Regions from separate parts of the Mus musculus genome. Here region 2 is linked to region 1. A link is a contact called in public Hi-C data. All regions are on one chromosome and are shown on one strand. Each heading gives the region's core, a stretch centred on a gene start, on an enhancer-like site or on the middle of the called end of the contact. The rest is flanking DNA. Distances are from core to core; before and after follow the strand shown.

Evidence for each region. A called contact is a pair of places that touch in the nucleus more often than the background predicts.
Region 2: a Hi-C map of cerebellar granule neurons shows a contact between it and region 1, with 2.1 times the contacts expected there. The contact joins the promoter of Adgrb3 here to the enhancer-like site in region 1. A contact is called at or near these places in 2 of 484 Hi-C or Micro-C datasets (cerebellar granule neurons and cerebellum), 1 of 115 datasets of contacts at active chromatin or transcription factors (embryonic stem cells) and 3 of 9 other capture datasets (adipose tissue, liver and pancreatic islet).

What each region holds. Positions count from the first base shown.
Region 1 is chr1:25,727,537-25,733,342 of GRCm38.p6, forward strand. All of the region lies in intron 2 of Adgrb3 (adhesion G protein-coupled receptor B3), which reads right to left. Among named protein-coding and RNA genes, the nearest start is that of Adgrb3, 99 kb to the right of the region's middle. Within about 2 kb of position 2,500, at least 1 of the 459 cell types and tissues checked has an H3K27ac peak or open chromatin away from gene starts, as enhancers often do. A contact at or near this core is called in cerebellar granule neurons, where this site is marked.
Region 2 is chr1:25,826,981-25,832,786 of GRCm38.p6, forward strand. It overlaps Adgrb3 (adhesion G protein-coupled receptor B3), which reads right to left and starts at 2,727. Exons shown (of 31, transcript NM_175642.4): 1 at 2,482-2,727. Gm9884 (predicted gene 9884) reads left to right here and starts at 3,450. Exons shown (of 2, transcript NR_169046.1): 1 at 3,450-4,061; 2 at 4,188-4,590.

The DNA.
Region 1 (5,806 bases), core at 1,250-3,749:
AAGGGAAAAATGCTTGCTTTTTTATTGTAATTAACTAATAAATGTGTAAAATATATTTTTGAGAAATTATGAAAGTCATGAATGTGAATTTAAAACTCACACACAATTTAGTAATGTAATATAAAACATTTTAGTTTTCATAATTTAGGTTTTTTTCTTATTGAGGAAATAGCAGAAATGAAGAGGCTCACATTAGTTTGTTCTATATTATATCCTATAACTTCAAATATTGTCTTATGATAATTTAATAATTGAAGTGGTTGCTTGTTGAGTGCTAATCAATGCATTCAAATGGACATTCCTCCTTCATCTTAACTTAGGTCTTCTGGGAAACCAATGTGCTAGGCATTCGTTTTCATCTTTCCCTTTTATAGCACAGTGACTCCCTGAGTTTGAAGAGGTGTGAGCCACACAATCAAGAACTCAGTCTCTAGTCCTGCAGTTCTAAGTCAGTGCACTTTCAAGAGTACCAACTCAATTTACACGGAATGAACTTTATTCCTCACAATGACTGATGTAATTGGTGTTGTTATTTTCCCCCTCCAACCTGCCAGAGCCAAGTCCCAGAGGAAGGAGGAAAAGTGTCAGGTATGCTTTAAAATGTATATCACTTGTCATTGGACGACTTGGAAATCTCCATCCTGAATCCTTTGTGCGGAGATAAAGCATATAGAGCGTCTGTTTAATTAGTGCCTGTTGAATCTACAATATATGCTGAATTTAAAACTATTTCCAAGAAGCTTCTCATTAGCTATGATTTGCGATAATACTGGGAGAAATATGACAAGCAATTTATCTTCTAAATTTCTCTAAAAGTCAGTTACATAGCAATAGAAAGTCAGTAAAAAACATTATTATCATTCGTATTGTAGAAAATGTACTGTTATGATTTTTATTAGTTTGGGGGCAGTGGAGTAGATTGTTCCATGCATATACATATATATATGTATATGTATATATATACATATATATGTGTATATATATGTATATATATATATATGAACATGTATATGTATTCCCTGGATTTTTCAAATTTATTCTAATTATGTGCATGTACATATTCTTAGCATCTCTATTGTGCTAATAACAGTCTATAACTCTACTTCCAGAGGATCTCACAGCCTCTCCATGCTTTCATGGGCACCCTTGTCATACAGACATACACGCAGGCAAAATATCCATACAAATAAAATGAAATAAGCACATGGAAAATAACAGTTTCCTTTATTACTGGATACTTAAATTGTATTTATTCCTCTGGAATAATAAATCTATAGCTCTTCGAAAGTCTTCATTGTACATATCATATGGTATTTAATTACTATAGTGCACTTTCTCTCTCAAAAATATACTTTGAGTTTTGGGTTGAATGGTTTGGTTTTAATGTTGAAAGCATAGAACACAGGGGCGGCTAGATGGGTTTAATGGTCAGGTGGTTCTTACAGATTCCCAAATTCTGAATAATTGGTGACACTCAGTACAGTGGTACCTTCTGTTGCTGAATTTGGTTTTGGAAAATGCTAATTGAACATTGCCCTTAACAGCTTCAACCTTTCTCTACCAGTAGTTAAACAAAATCATAGAACGTTAATGAAACCTAAATAGGTGAGATAATAAAAGTGAATGACTAGTGCTAGCTTACACTCGACAATGAACACACGGATAGTTGGAAGGCTATGGATAATTAATTTACAATTTGGATATGCAAACATCTTTTGTTTACAATTAGAGTCACTGATTTAAAAAAAAAACAGCAATAACTCAGAAAGATGTTAATTTTCTCATTAGTTATTTATCCTCTGCCCTCTGTATACATAGCAAAAGATTCATGTACTCACACTCAGCTTCATGATATCTCAAAATGAAATGAAGTAGACGAATTTCGCTCTCTATACTCACTACTACCTTCTGAGTCACTGGGTTTGATTACCCTATTATCCTTCTAACCTCTCTAAAGAAATTACCCAAGTTGTGCCTGAGCTACCTTCCTCTACGCTAAAGCAAGCTTCTTTCTCAGGATCTGGAAGGATGTGGAGAAGGGGAAGAATATAATCAAAATACATTTGAAGTTACAAAATCATTTTAAATAATAAAACAGATAATATAGACCATCATTTTACCTCTCTGCAAATAATTATGTAGCATATAATGATGATAATCTTTCTCGAAAACAAAACAATGCAGGCATCACGGCCCAAATCTGGAACTCAAGCATTACAGATAGCAACAGAGAAACAGGACTCCAAGACCATTATTGGCTACACTATGAATCTGAGTTCAGCCAGGGCTATTTGAGCCTATCTCAAAAATCATTTCACTTGGCCATGTATATCTTGTCAATATCCAATTCATTTGTCTTGTTTTCCAACAGAGGTTCTTGAAGGATCTACATTCATTTCGCCTAGTTCGTCTTGTCTTTATTTACCCACAATTCTTACTCACGCAGATCATTCAGACATCTGCTCTCCAAGCTACCCCACAGGAATTCTTGGCAAGTTCATCAGGAGGCATTATGTTTATGAGCGAGCATCCACAGGTCTGCCTTTCTTTTTCTGGGCCAACAGTAGAATTGCTAATGCTTGCTCATTCTGCAATCTCCCTATCCTATACATGGCATGAGGGAAACCACCACATTCCTAGGTTGTACATATCTGCCATGCATGTATCAGATTTCTTTGCTCATGAGCGTGAGCTTGGATGGGTGATCATTTGTTATAAAATGCAGATGTGAGTGTCACATATGTGAAGGACAGAGGACAGCATCCATGTTAGATAGAGAAAAAGTAGAGAGAATACACATTTTGGGAGCATTGAAGGACTAATTTCAGCTTTTCGAACCAGGAGGCTCAAAGACAACCATTAAATGATTGGCTGTTATTGAAGTGAGATTAATATGAACAATGCAAATGTCGTTCAAAAAATGTTCAGATGACCTAAGCATGAAAATAAATTATGTCCAAAAAAAAAAAAAAAAGAAAGAAAGAAAATAGCCGAGTAGTGGTGGCACACACCTTTAATCACAGCACTTGAGAGGCAGAGGCAGGCAGATTTCTGAAGCCAGCCTGGTCCACAAATTGAATTACAGGATAGCTTGGGGTACACAGAGAAACCCTATCTCGAAAAATCAAAAAAAGAAAAAAAAGAAATAAAGCAAAGCAAAGCAATTATGTCATTAGAAATAATATAATTGCAATTATTAAGCCAATATGAGCATCATTTCTTAGTAAGTAACAGATTATGTATCCTTATTCTTCTAAAAGATGAGCACTGGTTCTTGATTGAAGGACAACTATTAAAATTCCTAAGCATTGACTCAACCTAGTAAGTAACTTATCAATGGGGACTAATATTCCTAGGTGCATAAAATATTTAGTCATTGAAAACATGTAACAGTAATATTTTTTAATTATCTTTCTCATTTTAGCACTGTAGGTAAATTCAAAGGTAGCACATTAATGGGCTAGAATTACTATTCAACACCCAGCTTGATATTCTCGCAAAATTACATCTTTTTTTCCTTTGGTCATCACTAATTACACAGGTGTTCTAGACAGCATCTCATTCAACTTGGGAGACTTCTCAAGGACTCCCATTCTTCTCTATTACCTATGTACCCTGATGGCTTTTCTCAGTGTTCACTTTCAGTCATCCCACTATTTAGAAACCCAATTAGTATCTATATTTAATTAAGTTAAATCAGTAATAAATAAAACTATGACCAAAATATCCATTTGAATTGGCATCATCACGTTCAGAGAATCTGAATCAAAGCTCGCCAGTTTACTATATGGTGGTTTGTGTGGGGCTACTCACTATTATTTACATTATAAATTTTGAATGATAATTTTCTAATTTCTTTTTTATTCTAATGAAAAGGATAATCATTTTGTTCTGAATACTCATCTGTATTCCCATAGATAAAAGTAGCTCTCACTACTTATCGAAGACACTTCTTTTCTAAACAAACAAACACAATTGCAGAAAGCTACAACTGGCCAAGCTGCAGAGAACAACTGACTGTTGGGTGCTCAGCTACAACAGACACAGCCACAATGCCATCACAACACAGAAGGAACATCACTGAAGAGAGACAGGAGATATTGTAAGAGCCCAAGGATATCTGCTAAAAGACAATCTTATAGAAATGAGAGGAAGGTGGACCCATGAAGTCTCAACAACATGGTAGCTTAAAGTAGACCTGAGCAATGACACCAGCTGACATGACAAGTTGAATGGTGGGAAATCACAATTATCACCATCCTTAAATGAAAAGGTATAGACAACTACAAACTATTGAAAGAAGGAGAATTATTCCTCCCCGGGGTGGGGAGCCCCCTAATGATGCAATACCACTGGTCAGCTCTAAACAACAAACATTTGGGCAAGTGAAGAAAATACAGTATGAATATATGACATTTTAATTAACTTTAAGAGGACATAACTGATTCCACAGGGGTATAAACTATTAAGTAAACAAGCCCATTTCATTGTAAAACTTGGATGAGATTTTTGAACTCAAATAGTTCATTGCACATAATGCAAATATCAATAAAAATAAAGGAGGTAATGAAATATTTTAAGATAATTCAGGCTGCTGAATTATTATTATTATTTGCACAGTAAAATCTTTGTAATGATAAATAGTTCACTAAAACTAAATATCCACCTATTTTAGAAAAGAAAATCAGGAATTTGTTCCTAAAATGGATTTTATTAATATGTTCCTCTTTAAAAATAACTATATTCCATATAATGACAATAAAACTTTTATAATGTGTTCATGGTAGTCATGGTAATAGGACAACCTTTATGTGATGCACATAAGAAACTTTTCCTTATAGTTCTCTGTAACATAAACAGGAAACATATTAAATTTTTCCAAATATATGCTTAATTAGACAAATTTACACTTATAAATTAAATTACTATAGGAAAATGATAACATCTTGATAATTCACAAATATTTCTCAATAATTTAGCATGTATTTCTAATTTTAATAAAATATTTCCTATTTTCATCTGTATTGTAATCAATTTTGACTCCTTTAGATTCCACCAAGTTTCACTTTATTCTTAATCATAGAAAGTTCAATACATTACCAGTTTGAGATGATAATCAGTCTTTTAGAAATATTTTTGACATACTTTTATGTCAAGGTAACTTAGATTAATTTATCTGTATTTTATATTTTATTCGAACTTTATTTTAGAACTTGACTTACTTGCCCCTTTACTTGAGTAATATTTTAATTTTGTCTTATTTATATATTTACCATGCCACAGACACTGGTGAATAAGTTCCCGTTGCTTCTTGGAGGTAGCAAGCTACAAGGAGAACATGACTAAGCATGTTCACATATGTGTGATGAGGGGTCCAAGTATAGTTATGAGTCTATAACCAGTGCGTCTACTTAGATAAAAGGAGTTTGGAAGAGAGGTGAATCCATTACTCTGAGAGAAAAGCAAGAGCTGTGTGGTAGGAGAGTGGACGTCTAGTAGGTGTATTAAGTTAGCAAGTGCTAGGTAAGGATACTAACAGATTGGATATTAAATGACAAGAGCAATTAGTTTAGAACAAGAAGAAGATGAAGAAACAAGATTTCCTCTTTTTGATTACTTGTAATGAGAACCGAAGGATTTTAAATTTGGAATAACACCGTGAGTGACACCATTTTTTTTTTTTTACACATTTCAAAATCCCTGTGAACCTTAGTGCTAGTGTAGGTCATTTTTACAGCATGGCTTGGCTCAGTGTGATGTCCTTAGTTATCACTTAGCCTCCCTCACTCAATTCTGTGCTTTGTAA
Region 2 (5,806 bases), core at 1,477-3,976, 100 kb after region 1:
GTAGTGATGGACAAGTTCTCACCGTTCAATTTAAAAATAACATTTAATAGATTATTAATAGTTATGTCCTAATTCATCCACCAGGATTTCCTGCACATCCATTATCATTCTATCAAGTGAAGTGGGAAAGCATGGTGTTTTGTTCTGTTTTGTTTTGGAGTAGCAATAACCTGCATGTTAATTGCTGAGGTACTGACTTAAACTCCAGAACCTTCCCTCTCCCTCAGTCTTCTGCCTGCAGTAAACAGCAACACACGAAATCTAACCTGATAATCTGGAAGCAGCTGTCATCGCATTATTCCTTTCCTGTGGACTGTGAGAAGTAATCGTGGTAAATTACAGCCACAGCTTTAAAAGCAAAGACGATCATTCCTTCCAGATGGAATATCATCTCCCCAATGCCCCTACTTGCCTTTGCAGGGGCCACTGTGTGAACTGGTGAGACATTCCTGTGCAAAAAAAAAAAACCACTTGGGAATTCGTGGGGACGCGTCAGATTTTGAAGGAATCATCTGGGAGAGGGCATAGATGGGTAGATGGACCGGAAAGACCTGATGCTCGGCATCACCACTAAGTGTGAGATTCCAGGCAGTCATTTCATAGGCCGTGCCCTCCTGGGATGCATAAAGTGGATCGCTGTATTAGTATCTGTATCCAAAGGCAGTGTTGGGGGTGGGGGACCCCAGAACTGCAGCCACTGAGCTTGCCTAGGCTATGTTTCTCCAAATTATGGTGGTTTTAGTAAGAGTCATAGCTTATAAATTGGGATTTACACATAGTGCATGAAAAATCCTAGCATTGTGTTTGCTCCCTGGCCGACTTCAGTGGCCGAATTCCTGCCTTTCTAACAAGTGTTCCAGGTTGTTCTTCTTACATTGATTTTTGCCCCAGCTTTGCACAACCAAAGCATCCTTGATTATATTTACCTCTATAACTTATTAATCCCAATATAACTTAATTTTTTTCATCTTTAACCTTTAGAAAGTTATTCCTCAGAATGAATGACAATGCTTTTTGTTTTTGTTGTTGCTGTTCAGCCCTTAAGCTGATAAAAGTGATATCAAGTTCATTTTAAAAGGCTTTAAACTGAAGTCTCCTCCACCATTCTATACACAGAGACAGACAGACAGACAGACATAGAGACTGTTAAGAGTTTTCATGCCTTCTCTGTCTGGTCTTTGAACTAAAGCATACAACCTTCTTCTTTGCCATTGCATAACACAGCAACACATGCACTCCCAATCCAGTGACCAAAGTCCCTGAACAGATCTGCATTTCACAGAGTATGATTCAAACACTATGTCTTGACAGAGGCCAAAACAGCCCCAACTGTAAATCTCTACACAACAGCAGTTTAAAATAAACCCAGAGCTGATAGGACTATCAGAATAGCGTTTTCTCTTCCAAACACACAGCTCACTGAGTAATGCCTTTTCCAGTTGAAAATAAGTAAATAAATAAATAAATAAAGGTAATGATATTTTAGAGGTTACGTGTGTTTAAAAAAAATGGGAACAGTCTCGTGTGTGTGTGTGTGTGTGTGTGTGTGTGTGTGCACGCTGTAGCACTTTGCAGGCAATGCAGGTCTGCGCAGTGTTCTTCAGGATAGAGTGTAGGCGTTGAAAGCCGATGTGACAGTAAGTGTCTAAATTAGGAATTCCAACCATGAAAGGGGGCTTCATTTTATAATCAGGAACTCAAAAGGAGGTCGTATTTCTTTTCCTTATTAAAAAAAAAATCGGTATTTCTGCTTCCATTTATTTGGCAGTGGATGTCTGCAATAGTGTGCTTATCAGTGATTAGAAGAGAAGGGAAGAGCTGATTTCACATCTCTCTTCCACCCTTCATGTAACGCTCTTTATTTTTAACCATTCTTGGGGTACGAAGTCTTGTTTGTTTCTATATAATAAGAAATATGAATCATTGAACTGCCCCCACCCCCACTGCAGGCCCTGTTCAAACAACCGTATATCTGTCTAAGGAAAAATAAGGGCCAGAGGTTGCCTAAGGGATGGTCACTGAGGGCTCCAGAATGTTGTATTTATTTATTTATTTATTTGGCTCTTTCTGAGAGGCAAACCAGCACTGAGTTTAGCTATTCTCAAACTGATCTTCTGGGTGACACTTTAGTTTAGCCGAACATAGACGGCGCCATCACTCCACTGATTTTTTCCCCCAACAGAAGACCCAATCCTACTCTATCCTAACTTCCTTTTAACCTACCCCCCTCCGCCCCCGCTAAAATTACCTCAATCACGCACGAGTTGCTAGATTTTCTGGGTCTCTCTCCCTATTCCTTCCCATCCAGCACACCTCTTCAAAAACAGACTTCTCTTAACTTTTCAACTGCGGCGTTTTAGTAAGCTCAGAATCTTGCCATCCGCCAGCAACAGCCTTGACTTCCATCCCCCCAAACTGAGCCCAAGTCTCTCCGGGCGACCCCCCAGAAGACAGAGGTGACCCTTAGGCCCCTTTCCTTACCTTCCACTCCGAAAGCTCCGGGAGGCTCTTGATCTAAGACACCAGAACAGGCACACGTCCCAACAACAGTGATGGAGAGACTCCCCTTCGGTCCCAATCACCGTTGCCCATTTTTCCCCCCGGTTCAGCTTCAAATATTAAGATTTATGATTGGAAAAAAAATAATGCATGCAAACGAAAGGCAGAGGGAAAAAAAGGAAAAAAAAATAATAGGGGGGGGGGCGGTGGTATCCAGCGGCCAGAGCCTTGCGCCTTATCCAAGTGAATGAAGCCTTCAAAGGAGAGGCGGGGAGAGGCCCCCTGAAGGGAGACTCCACAGAAACACCAAACAGAAAAATGGAAGTGGATAAAGAGCGCAGATGTGTTTTCCCAAACCCACCCCCCCGCAACAAACGGATTGGCCAAGAAGCCAAAAAAGCGCTGAGAAGTGGCCGGCGGCGCTGGCTGGGGCGGCGTGTTGGGCGGTGGGCTGGTGGCAGGAGTGCTCCCGGCCGGTGGCGAGGCTGGAGCAGGAGCCGTTTGCTTGCTTGGTGCGCCCTCCTCCCCGGCCCTCCTCCCTGCCAGGTACTGATGGACGGAGCGCGGCTGAGGAGCTGGGGGTAAAATCCTGGGCTGGCGACGTCGGGAAGCTGTTTGAATGCCGGGCGAGGAGGGAGGCGCGCGAGGGCACGAGATAGTAAAGCTGTGTGGCGGGCGTGCGCGCCGGCGCGCGGCGCTCGCTCTCCCCGGGCTGCGCGCGAAGGGGGCCCGCGCGTTCCTCGGCGCGCACCCGCCGCTGGGCAACCCTCCCGCGCGCGTGCTCGTGGGTGCGCGCGTCCCCGGCGGAGCGCTGCGCCCGGACCAGAGTCCGGCCTCCCCCGCGGCGGGCGAGCTGGCGGGCGGGCGAGCGGGCGAGCGGGCGAGCGGGCGGGAGGGAGGACGGGCGCGGGAGCGAGGCGGGCGGGCGGGCGGGCGGGCGCGGGCTCCTCGGGGCTCTAGCCGAGCCCGCGCCCTGCTACTCAAACCCAAACACGTCTGGAAAACCGATCTTTTCTGCGCCTGGGAGGTTTTCGCATCCTCAGTTCCCACCGCTGAGGCTGGTCGCCACCAAGTGTAGGAGAAAGTCCCCAGGAGGAGAGGCAGGGGGGCGCGGAGACGGGAAGGCGACATGGAGGGGTAGGAAGTAAACGCTGGACTCGATCATCTGTCTGCTGCCATTCAGAGCGGACCTGCCGCAGCGGGAGAGCTGTCATTTCAGCACCGGGATTTAGCCTTGATCCAGTCTGCAGCTGAGGGGCCACAACTCAGCTCCCACTGCTCTTTGCCTCAGGCTGGAGGCTGGAACTATAGTTGTTCAGTTTTTTTGTTTTGTTTTGTTTTGTTTTTTGTTTTTAAAATCACAGCCAGACTGCAATTAACAGCTTATTTGTTCTGTCACGAAAGAGGCTTTGCCAGGACCACTGAGCAGGCTACCGAGGTCAGGCGTCCTGAGCTGCTCTCAGCATGGCGTTGGGACAATAGTGCGGGTTCTAAACTTTTGATTCGTTCTGGCTTCTTAATGCATTTATTCCTTGTCAAGTTTCCCCTCGTAGGAAGTTCGGGTAAGTGATGGGAAGAAATGAAGAAAAGCTACCTTTGTTGTCCGTTGAGAAGGGGGATAAGGAAGATAAATTTCTACACGACTCCACCGTTTTATTTACTTATTGTTTATTTTGCCTCTTGTACAGACGTCTGAAGATGCATCAGATAGACTTCACATGCACATGCAGGTCACTCGCCAGCTAGTTTGGTCTCTACTTGTGTACGCGGTTGGTGGTTTGCAAAACAAGTGTTTGAATAGTGTGCTTATGTGGTGGGAGGAGACATAATGGGTAATGCATTTGGGCAGAGTCCTCCTAAGGGTGAGTTGCCTGAGCAGCAGGTGAAGTTGAATGAAGCAATTTTCCATCATTTGCTCTACTCCCTCATTTGCATTTTTTGTTCCTCTTCTTGTTCCTCTCCCCTGGGGCAATTGCATAGCCAAGAACAGGATTTTCAAAGGAAGGCTATCATGAAAACAGGAAGGTACTGATGATCTTTTATGTACCAGAATTGTTTGAAATATTAAAATTGGCTCTTTGGCTCCTTGCATCTTACTGCATATTAATAGAATGACCCTCTTCAAGGCTTTTCTCTTTTAGGACAAGCATTGAAGTAACAACCGGTAAGGGAAACAGTTAATCACTTTCCAGCAGGCTTCAACAATGTTCCCAGGAACAAATCACCAGGGAAAGCAGCCTGGGTGGCATTTTGGTTTTGTGTCATTTCTGGTTCATTACAATGCTTTTATTCATTTAGGGGAATGTGAAAAGAAAATGCTCTCATATGTCAAATGCAAAATCCCAAACGCTGTGTATATAGTGAGCATATTTTCTTATTTAAAAAAGACTATTCTGCAGTATAAAAGAGGAAAATATTTCATTTATTTCAACTTTTGGGGTGAAAGTGGTCATAATATTTGCAAGACATTTGGGTAAATCTGTTATTTCACCCGGGGGGGGGGGGGAGTCGCAGTAAATGTGCCATAAAATGGAGAATAAGAAAATACTTTGTGTGGCTTGTACATACAGATAAAATAATGTAAGGATAGTTATAATTCTCACACAGTAGTGTCTTCTCACATTATCATTTAGCAGTGTGATCTTGATGTTTCTTAGAAATCTCTAAAGTCACAGCAGCGTGGAGTAAGAAAAACAGCCTAGGGGGACAATTTTAAAAGGCTTAATCCTTAATGGAAAGGAACACTCTTTTTCAGAATCATTTTAATTCAAGTAGGATGCAGGGCTGGGTCAGAAAGGAAAGCCACTCTTAATAAAGCGCTTCACCCTTCACACTGTTTCCCATAACCTTCATAAACTGCAGGCTACTGAGCTGGCCTGATGATGATCCTGCTGAGGTATATTTATAGCAGATGATTTGTAGATGATAAATATGCCAAGCAAGACACTTGGCTACAGTAACCCGGGGCTCATCTGACTTCCTGGGGGCGGAGGGGTGTCACAATCAAGAATAACAAGAGGGACTATATAAGGAGAAACTGGTCTCTAAGCCCTGACGACACAGTCCAAAGCCAACCCAAGAAGGCATCACATTGTTTTCTGCCTGCATGGAGTTCCGTGGGAAAGCTTTGCTGTCATTGACTCAATAACAAAAGGCAAACCAGTGTACACCGTGAGCTCTGTGTCTTCAGATTACAATTACCAACTTTTACTATCTAGTTCATGTGGGTCTATGTATATCCTTGTATGTATCCCACATTTCCCACATATGCCTGTTATACATGCATATATGTGTCTATATATGTGTA